Regions from separate parts of the Mus musculus genome. Here region 2 is linked to region 1. A link is a contact called in public ChIA-PET data. All regions are on one chromosome and are shown on one strand. The core of a region is the stretch at or near the end of the contact, and the rest is flanking DNA. Distances in the headings are between cores, read along the strand shown. Region 1 overlaps Ttc3 (tetratricopeptide repeat domain 3). Region 2 overlaps Dyrk1a (dual-specificity tyrosine-(Y)-phosphorylation regulated kinase 1a).

The links. ChIA-PET counts read pairs in DNA pulled down with a chosen protein or histone mark.
Region 2: a contact with region 1 is called in an RNA polymerase II ChIA-PET map of memory CD8 T cells, with 9 read pairs. The contact joins two enhancer-like sites. A contact is called at or near these places in 1 of 484 Hi-C or Micro-C datasets (bone marrow-derived macrophages), 2 of 115 datasets of contacts at active chromatin or transcription factors (large pre-B cells and memory CD8 T cells) and 1 of 9 other capture datasets (embryonic stem cells).

The regions. Positions count from the first base shown.
Region 1 is chr16:94,399,585-94,404,860 of GRCm38.p6, reverse strand. Ttc3 (tetratricopeptide repeat domain 3) reads right to left here. Exons shown (of 46, transcript NM_009441.2): 11 at 1,493-1,547. Among named protein-coding and RNA genes, the nearest start is that of Gm23692, 27 kb to the left of the region's middle. Within about 2 kb of position 2,485, at least 34 of the 459 cell types and tissues checked have an H3K27ac peak or open chromatin away from gene starts, as enhancers often do. A contact at or near this core is called in memory CD8 T cells, where this site is marked.
Region 2 is chr16:94,684,470-94,689,745 of GRCm38.p6, reverse strand. It overlaps Dyrk1a (dual-specificity tyrosine-(Y)-phosphorylation regulated kinase 1a), which reads right to left. Exons shown (of 12, transcript NM_007890.2): 10 at 4,405-4,711; 11 at 3,143-3,267. Among named protein-coding and RNA genes, the nearest start is that of Gm41504, 27 kb to the left of the region's middle. Within about 2 kb of position 2,520, at least 14 of the 459 cell types and tissues checked have an H3K27ac peak or open chromatin away from gene starts, as enhancers often do. A contact at or near this core is called in memory CD8 T cells, where this site is marked.

The DNA.
Region 1 (5,276 bases), core at 1,236-3,735:
TGAGTTCAAGGGTATCCAGGGCAACTTAGTGAAACTACTGTCTCAAAAAGGAAAGAGAAGGCGTTGAACGAGGGGAGAGCTCAGTGGTGGGGGTCTTTGATAACACATGAGCTTCGAGATCCAATGCCCATTACCTCAATCAATCAATCAATCTACCAATCAATATAAAAACCAAAAGGAAAAATAAAGAAAATGACTGCCTTTGTACATTACCCCAGGTGTAGCTGTGCAGAAGGGTTTCTAGGGTGGGTGTATATACAATCAAGTAACTGTTAGGGTACCTACACGAAAGATTAAGTGATCCTCTAAATCATCTGCATACAGAATCCAGTGCTATGGGGTGTGTACATCATACATCTTCCCACACTCCCACCAGAGATCCCTGTTACTACCCAAAGACCACAGCACTCAGGACCCTCAGTCTCTTCAATTTTTGCCAACCTAAACAACACCTCCCTTCAATCTTCAACATGATCACCTCCCCTTATCTGCTGGGGCTGTCTTCCACTCTGTTCCATTCAGTGTTTTTTTTTTCTTCCTTCTGTTTTTATCCCCTAAAACTTTACTACGAATTGAGAGTTCCTCATTTTCAAAAAGATTTGTTTACATTTAAATTTTTTTTATGTATGTATGTATGTATGTATGTATGTATGTATGTGTGTGAGAGAGAGAGAGAGAGAGAGAGAGAGAGAGTTTAAGGAGGGGTCATATTTGTTTGTGTGGGTGGCTGGGAGGCCAGAAGAGAGTACTGGATCCTCTAGAGCTGGAGTTAGAAGCAGTTGTGAGTCACCTGACATAGGAACAGAGAACTCACCTCTATTTTTTCTCATTTCTATTGGCCATTCAAGATTAGTTTTTTGTGAAAACTTACATTTTATTAGCCCACTCTCTTATCGGGTTTCTTACTCACTTTTAGGGTACTCTGCATTTTCAGTATATAAATCGCATCAGATCTATATAACAAATGATCTCACCCTAGCCTCTGAGTAAATTCATGTCTTGACATACACGAGTTTTCAGCTTGACCCAGTGCGCTGTGACAAAGTGAGCTTTCTCTGCTGTTGATTTTGTGCCCTGTGTTATTTAGAAAGCCTTGAGGCTGGGGGTGAAAGGTCATGCTTATATACTATGATGGCTGTGCCTTGAAGTACAATTATCACTTGGGAAGAGCTTTGAATACTTTCTAACAGTGAGGGGAGTAAGGCTCTCCTGTGTTCTCCTATTTTTCTTGTCTTCTTCTCTTCCTCCCCCACCCCCTCCTCAGCCACTTACTGGTTAGCCTATTAACCGAGGTGTCTAACTAGCTCTGATGCTCTTTACCTCTCACAGCAAGTCTTGGAACTGACTATAAACTCTTGAACCCATTTCCTGTCCTTGAGTTCTCTGAAATGTCACCCAGCATTTTTACATACAAATAAATGATCCCACACACTGATTCTCACACAACAGTAATGTTCAAGGGCTTGCTCATTGTAGAATAAAAGAAGCTTACCTTTGGCCAGGTGTTCTTCAAAACAATGGCCCTCTTTCCATCGCTAAGTGCATTTCTAAAAAGAAAAGCAAGAAATAAAATATTTAAGAATTTCATGATTTTACTTTAAAAGTACTATATATCATATATCTACTCGTATGCTGTGAATTTTACATGAATATAGATAGCCTAGTAAAAAAATTAAGCCATATGGCAAAAGTCCACTATAGCAAAGTTAGAAAATACAGAGAAGTAAAACGAAGGGGAGTAGTTACCCGAACCCCATTACAACGACTCAGGAATTACATTTAGTGATTTTAGAAAGTTCTTTATATAGCTTTCCAGTATCTACATTCGACTTATTATCCATATGCTTTTATACACTATGCTTGTCTTTTTTTTAAAAAGATTTATTTATTTATTATATGTAAGTACACTGTAGCTGTCTTCAGACGTACCAGATGAGGGCGTCAGATCTCATTATGGATGGTTGTGAGCCACCATGTGGTTGCTGGGATTTGAACTCAGGACCTTTGGAAGAGCAGTCGGGTGCTCTTACCTGCTAAGCCATCTCACCAGCCCCTATGTTTGTCTTTTAACAAAACTGATTCTCAACAATGTAACTCTCCAGCCTTTCACACAACAGACTGGTTCAGCTATACTGAACAGAGCACAAACTCCAGAACAGAGATTTTCCATCTTATCTTCACTGCCATTTCATCACTGTAATTTTACTGTTATGAATTGTAATGTAAATATATGTTTTCTGACAGTCCGTAAAAACACCAATCAACCACCCCAAGGGGTCACGACCCACGGATTGGGAACCACTGCTCCAGAATGAGTCTCCAGTAGTCTAACTAGACTGCAGCTCCTCCTGGTGCCTGAAGGATGTCCCTGGCTCTGGGCCCACTTTCTCATCTGTAGCAAGCTGCTCAGTGGAGGTACATACTACACTAGAAAGTGTTACACTGTCAGGCACTAGAGGGTCCACACCTCAGTTTGTGGCCTGGCATGTATCTGTAGTAACATCTCTAACAACCTGTTTCACAAGTCCTCACCACACGCACACAGAAACCTAACACCACCCAGAAATGTTCAAATGCCTGAAGCTCTAGCTCAGACATCCTACTCTTTCCTGTGAGCTCACACACTCCCTCTCACTGGCTTCAATATTTTATCTTCTCAACGATCTTTGTCTGTTTTTTGTTCTTCTAGTTTAAATGTCTTGTGTAAACTTACTGGTCCATCATCTCAAAGTTGCATACATCAATGTATTTGTACTTTAAAAAAATTTTTTTAAAGAAAATGAGGTAACTTATGCCATCAGACATTACCACCTACTAAAGGTATATACCAAACTATTAGAGAAGAAAAACCAAAATAACAAAATCTCCTAAAGACAATTAGGATGGAAGAACAGGCAGGAGAGTCTACACCAACCAATCTATAACAAGAGAGATAACCTAGTGCATGGGGCAAACAGAATAAAATAAGTGGTGCTGATCCACTTACACACTCACACAAGTGCCAGACACTGCCTCAGGCTCACCAGCAAAGCCAAGCCCGGGAGCCTATAAATCTAAGCAGCAAAGCTAATCTTAGGGAGGGAGGGAGGGAGGGAGGGAGGGGCAGGCAGGCAGGCAGGCAGGCAGGCAGGCTAACCTTTAAAAGCAACACAGAACACTCTGGTAGCCTTAAAGCAGATAAAGATTATGAACACAAAACAAGTGCTCACCGTAAGAAGAACTTATAAACTGCATTAAAGTTAATTGTGTGCGTGTGATTCTATGTTGTAGAAAGGAGGTCAAGTGTAGAGGTCAGAGGACAACTTAGAGGGCTGTTTTCTCCTACCACCCAGATCTTTCAGCTTAGTGTCAAGAGCCTCTACTCATTGGACCATTTCATTATCCCTAAAATGAACAGCTTTTGATGACATGAAAACAAAGAACAAGTACTGAAGGGGAAAGCCACTCAAGAGTATGAAGATACTCGTAAAACTTATGTCTCCATAACTCACATCCAAAGTACAAAGGTGTCAGACATTCCGCTCAGGGGCAAAGGAATAGAGGACATCCAAATAAACAATAAGGATATGAGAAAATAGTCAAGTATCCTTAACCAACTTACAAAAATGCTAGACTAACACTAGGCTTATTCCATTCCATACCCAACGGGTCTAAAATGAAACTAAGTGTCAGTAAGGACATGACTGAAACCCTCACACTCTGCAGTAGACTGAAATGATATGTCACAGGAAACTTATGGACTGAAGCAAAACACAAGTATGCCCTCTGTCCTTGATTGTACACTCAACGAGAATTTGATACCACTAAGAGTCAAATACTAGAAACTCAGCAAAATGTTCCTCCATGATACAATGAATAAAACACGGTATACTCATGCAGTAGGTGAATGCAAGTTCATGCAACAACATAAGCCCTGGGAGCAGTTTTGAGAGCCACACACATTTGCATGGAATAAAAAAAAAATAAAACAATCCAATGGAACTCCAGGCAGACTGGTCTGGGGAGACAGGTGGGCAGTGACTGGAAGAGCAAGCGGGGGGGGGGGGGGGGGGGGGGCGGGCGGGGAGAGGTTGTTTGGCTGCTGCTGTAATTTGGATGTTGTTTTTCAAGTTGTCCACTTTGGAGAATCCAGTCTATTCCCTTGTTATACACATATTTCCCAGGATGTGTATATACTACTTTTGAAAAGATCACAAGAAAACACCTGGCTTTTTCTTCTGTTGGAGAATGTAACCATTGGCCTGACAGCAGAGTCATAGGAGTAACCCTGCCACCATGGAGGTGAGGTGGCAGCTTTCTGATCAAGTCATTTAGGTTGAAAACTGAGGCCTTAGATGCAGTGCAGAGCCACTGTACACCTCCTTCTGGAGCCTGAGGATCCTGTTTCTTCACCATTTAAACCAGTTCTATCTGTTAGCTAGACCTAAGACAGCCTTGTGCATTAAATCTCTTGCCTAGGCACTTTTAGAAGTTGTCTTCAAGTTCCTTACAGTTCTCAGCTCACAGCAGCCATCTTCTGCTCTGAGCCTTCCACTGACAGCTCCTCTGGTTACTGAATGGTCTATATTTCTAAATCCAAACTGTCTCACACATCTTGGCAGCTAGACACTCGTGTCCTCTCACTTCTTTCTATAAAATATTTTCTTTCTGGACACCTGTAAATAGTTTTCAGGCCAGGTGTCACCTTTCCCTGATTGATATTCAAGGTTCAACTTGGCTCCTTTCTCTTACCTTGTGCTCTCTCACTAAAAGACAGCAAGGCTGTTTCAATCTTGCCTGAACAGTAATATTAATTCCCAGGGAAGCTTCAAAAAGTCCATTCTGCAAGCTCTACCCTCTATCAGTTAAGCCAGAATGTCTGGGATTCAAAGTTCAAATGATTCTTCAGTTGAGGGTGAAACTTACTTTCCTAAGCAATATTAAATGCATCTCCAACTTCAATCTTCTTGGACATCTATCCCAAACATGTCATTTACTTTTTTACATAGAGAAACTCAGATTCTACCTCCTATAAATTTATTCCTCTTCCAATGACTCCCACTGCTAATAAGCAGGCCCAAAAATCTAAGACTCTAGTAAGAACACATACCAGTCTCCATAGTCATATCTCAGCACTAAACCATGAGCCATTCTGTCAACGTCACCTCTAAATATCCTGACTCCTCCCACTGTCCTATGCCTACTCTAGCTACCTTCCTCCAGCCTGGTATCCTCACAGCCTCAGCCTTTGTGCAGGTCATCCAAAGCAATTTTCTGTGTCCAGCATGAGCTTTTAA
Region 2 (5,276 bases), core at 1,271-3,770, 280 kb before region 1:
TTACTTCCAACTGTTTCCAGGAATTTAGAAGACAAAGTACGCATGTGGGACTGGTGTACATAAAGGTTTTGACTATGATATTATAGTGAAGTTGACTGCAGATCAGAGAAATGCCCATGAATAAACTAAGCTATGGAATAGTTAAATGTAATACTGCAAACAGTTTAAAATAGAGCTTTATTTTGATATAGGAAGAATACTAAATCTATGCCAAATGAAGAAAGACAGATATAAAACTGTATATGTCAGTGTTTATAGAGAGGCTAGAGTATATAATATGCTTGGGAAAGGAGTTTGAATGTATATAAATATTGTGTCTTCATATTAAATAGTACCTGATTAATATATATTATCTGATAATATATAACTAGATTTACTTTTCCATAAAGAACATCTTTTCAAAGATATAAAAGCTATAAATACTAGTTTGTATTACACCAGCTGACATGAAGAAGAGGGCTTCTCACAAACTCTGTGGTGTGTTTCTTCTTACTACATGACTGCATCAATTATTAAAACCTGGCCAGCCAATGGCTAAGCAGGTAAAGGCATTTGCCAATAACCCTGACAGTCTTAGAGTTTAATTGTCCAGCTCCCCTCTGTCCCCAATACACACGAAGAGATGACTCCTAGAAGTTGTCCTCTGACTTCCATAGGCATACTATGAGTTCGCATGCACCCACAAACATACACTCAGTATAAATAAACAGCTAAACACCTCTGCTGGGTACAATGAATGAAGCATGTCTGTAACTCCAACTACCTAGAGGAAGGAGAGCGATGATCATGAGCCAGAAATGCCAGTTGGGGCTGTCCTGTTGGACACCTAAAGTGAACAGGCAGATCAATGACTTCTGTAAGGTAGGTGGGATATACAACTGTGTTTTTCTGGGAATTTCTATGTATGTTTGTAGTACATAGACCATATACATACATGAAAGAGAGGAACAGAGGATGGTCCAAAAAAATTTACTAAGTGTGAAGTGTGCCACTAAGCCAACGCAGGAGGAATGAGGAAAGCGTGGGAGGCCCAGCATGGCACAACCCTCAGAGTGAAAGATCTCAGTGTGTGCATTCTGAGTGCAGAGAATAAAGAAAGGCCTGGGTAGGGGCAGAGCACAAAGACAAGAGGTTCTACACGTTAGTTAGGTCCAGGTACAAGGGAAACAAGGGCTATGAAAAGCAGGGGAAATAAACTAGCCTGGAGTAGCGAGGTTCAAGCATCTGCAGAGTTTCCTCAGGCTGATAAGCACTTAGTCAGGGCACAGGAAAGAGTGTGCTTTAGTGGAAGACAGGACACACATGGTTCCTGCAGTGGAAGGGCTAATTATATATACATAAAATCAGAATTCACACCTCACTAACCTGGAGACTAACATCCTGGACCTGAATCTATGACAGTAAGTAAGTGAAAATAGGACCATTGTTACAAAGCAACAGGTACAGTTAAGAGTCTTCTTACTGCTCAAACTTGCAGAATGGCATTTACAGTAAGCCCAACACAACCCAGAGGTCAGTGTAGTCAGAGGTAAGTAGGAAGGAATGCTTTAAAAATGGTGACTGTAATGACTGGCAGTAAGGGGTGAGACCAAGCAGAAAGCATGTGAGGTCATCTCAAGGCATGGTGGACAGGAACACTGCCCCCCAAAAGACAGTTAAGGGAGGGGGAACAAAGAAATGGAGAACCAGACACATGCTGCCAAAGAAACCAGAGGTAATTCAGTGTATGTGGATTAAGTCAACCCTGCCAAATACTACCAGGCAACGACAAAGGAAAACAGGGGAGTCCTCTGGACTATCAGTGAGGACTGTGGCTGACACAGGGCCTGCAACTGGGACCAGGAGTTAGGTGCACTGAGCTGCTGGGCTGCTGAAGACAAGTGTGAAACTCTAGGAATGACAGTGTGGTGAGGGAGAGTTACCACAGGCTAGAACGATCAAAGACTCAGTGCTGTTCAACAGAAGGAGCCAGAGCCCATGAAGACAGGAGACATGGGCCTGGCCTTCAACAAGAAGCCCAGTGAAAGCAGAGAGAGGCGAGCTGTGAGAAAGCCCGTCTACAGCAGTGCAGTCTGAAGATTGCACACAGAAGAGAGAGTCACAGGCCTCTGCCTACGAGTGGACAAGTTGGAAGTAATTCACAGACAATAGGAAGGAGAAGGGGTCCTCTGAGGATGGCCGCCTGAGACTGGTGAATACTAACAGTGAGGACAGAACAATGTGACAATTTCTCCAGCAAAACCAAGTGGCCCAGTCACAATTAAGGAATGAGCACCAATCTAGCTCAGGTTTTCCTTACTCTATCAAATAACCGATTGGCACGCTCAGAGCCAAAATGTAGCCCACAACGCAGAGGAAATGTCTCACTGAGGTCTTATGGTTTTGTCTAAACAGTAAACACCTTCCTCCTGTGCTTGAATACTTGGTCCCCAGCTGGCAGCCAGGGGCAGGGGTGAAGGCCCTACTGCAGGAGGCTGGCTTATAGAGTAGGCCTTGAGGCTCTATAGCTCAGCACAGCCCCACCCATTTCCTGTTTCTTAAATGCAGAGGCCTCCTGACCCTACCACTCTGCTTTTCCCTGCCTGCCATCCCATCTTCCCTGACACAAGGTATCATTTCCTTTTGAACTGTGAGCCAGAGTATACCCTGTCATCCTTACACTGCTTCTGTCTGGGTATTACCACAGCAATGAAATATAGCTAGGATGGCATCTCCACATTTCTATCCTACCACATGTTCTACACTAACTTTAAAAATTACTTTAATATTACAAGTTTAAAAATCCAACACAAACTGATTCAGAATCAGGGTGGGAATGCTGGAGGCCACAAGAAGTAACGTAGGGCCCAGACTGCACAGCTCACAGAGAATTAGTGCATCTAGAGGTCTCGGCACCCACTGAGAGGCAGGGAGGAAACTGCTGTGGCAAATGAAAAATAAACCTGGAGTAGATGGCTAGAAAGACGGTGGTGTGTGTACCCAACACATGCTCTCATTTCTAACAAGGAGTGGAGTTTTTATTTCCTAAGCAGTGAGGATACCACACACCTTTAGAAAAGAGGACACAGACATGGTCGTCCTGACTGGCATCCAACAAAGCTAAAGCTAGCAAGGCCATGGCAGGAGCACTAGGAACACTCACCTGGGGACTGTGTGTCTCACAGTCCATGGCCTGGACAGCAGCAGCGAAGTGTCCACCGCTGTGTCGATGCTGGTGCGTCGGATCCGACCTGGCTCTCCCACTGTTACTCGTTCCCGAGGATCCACCTTTAATATCAGGACATGGAAAAACTTGTGAGTTTAAAGCTAATTTTGCTCGAGTTAGAACTCTAAGACTGCATTGTACCCACTCAAGCATGGGGTAGAGAGAGTACGCAGTAAGAGCAGGAGCAGAGCTAGGACTGTGTGTGCATCTCCAGCCTCTGTATAAAATCCTGGGCTGACTGAACCCCGGGACTTGGGTGAGGGAGTGCCAATCCCAAGACCTCACTAGCCAGGCAGGCAGCCTGGATACAACAGCAGGCCTCTGGGGCACTGGGACTCTTATTTCCAAGTAATAAGGAAGACAGTGAGGGAAGACACAGTGTCAAGACCCACATGTGACCTTAGGTGCACACATATGCACGGTTAGGTATATGCACTACTTAACACATATACAGACACATAAAACTTTCAAGCTATGGTATTAACTTGAAATATACCACAAAGTAATTGGAGTCTTAGATGTCTTCCCACATCAACTGCTAATACAGCCAGGTTCTCCTCAGTCAAGTAAAAACTTAAGGACGTGGAAAAATAACTCCATTTAAAACCATTTAAATTTTTGGCTATAAGTAGCTTTGTTTCTAACTGTCAGGCAGACAATTATAACGAACACATCTGACAATTAAATTTGCTACTAACCATACAGGTGGGGAGGTGTGTTTGAGGGTACTGAATTCAGAGCCACACACACTAAGAACATATTGAAGTAAAATAATCCCTTGCTACCCATTTACAAAATTCAAAAAATTAGTTTATAATAAACACTCTGGGGTGGGCAGTGGGGTGGGGGGGGAGGGTATGGGGGACTTTTGGGATAGCATTGGAAATGTAAATGAGGAAAATACCTAATTAAAAAAAAAATATATATATATATATATATAAATACTCTGAAAGAATTCCACATTGGAGTTGGGCAGTGGGAACATGTGTCTTAAATCCCAGCACTCTGAAGGCAGAGGCAGGAGGCGATCTCTGAGTTTGAGGCCAGACTAGCATACCAAGGGGGCGTCCAGGATAGCCAGGGCTACACAGAGAAAACCTGCCTCAAAAAACCAAAAAGGAGGGGGAAAAAGCCTCCCACCCGAGTAAGCAGAGAGAAAGCATGCACAAGCGAGCGGGCCGCGCTGCGCCGTGGCGGACCTGAGCTGGAGGAGGTGCTGGAGGTGGTGCCTGAAGACTGAGACTGCTCCATCGCAGGGCTGGTAGACACACTGTTACTTGTGTTGGTACCTTCATCAGCTGTTTTCTTGAAAAAACTGTGCTGCAGGGCATAATAAGGTTGAATCCGAGTTTTGGGGTCATAATCAAGCATCCTTAAAATGAGGTCTTTGAACTTCAAGTAGTCAGCTACAGTATGACCCGATTCCCCAGCACGCCGCCCGCCAGGTCCTCCTGTTTCTACTCCAAGAATATTATGAAGTTTACGGGTTCCTGGTGGTTTGTACTCCTATTAAAGAAGAGAGAACAGAAATTGTCTCAAAGTTTGGTAGGAGAGGTAACATGATTTACTCCAAATGTACAAGGCTTTGTGAAGAAAGACAGTTATTAAAATAGCTAGACCCCACCCCCACCCCACCTCACTCTGCACATAACACTTAAGCATGTGTTTAAGAAGTCCAATACAGTTTTGGGAGAGAAAAAAAGTACTCTGAAGATCAGTAGAGCTCAGCAGCAAGCAGACACTGGCCCAGCCTGAAGCTGGGTTGGTACAGTTTCACCCAGGAACACATTTCTTATTTTCAAGGTTGTGAAACAAGCAAGCAAGTAAACAAAGAGTGTGACACAGAAAATCCACAAATATAAAACAATTACTATGACAGCTTCTACAGAGCAGAGCAGAATGGATTCTGACCTGCCTCTCTCTGTAAGTAATGTCTGTTTTGAGATAGGTAGGGTCTTACTGCGTAGTCTTGGCTGACTTGCAACTCACTACACATAGAACAGGCTGGCTTCAAGCTCACAAAGCTCTGCCTGCCTCTGCCTGCCGAGTGCGACAACTGGGATTAAAGGTG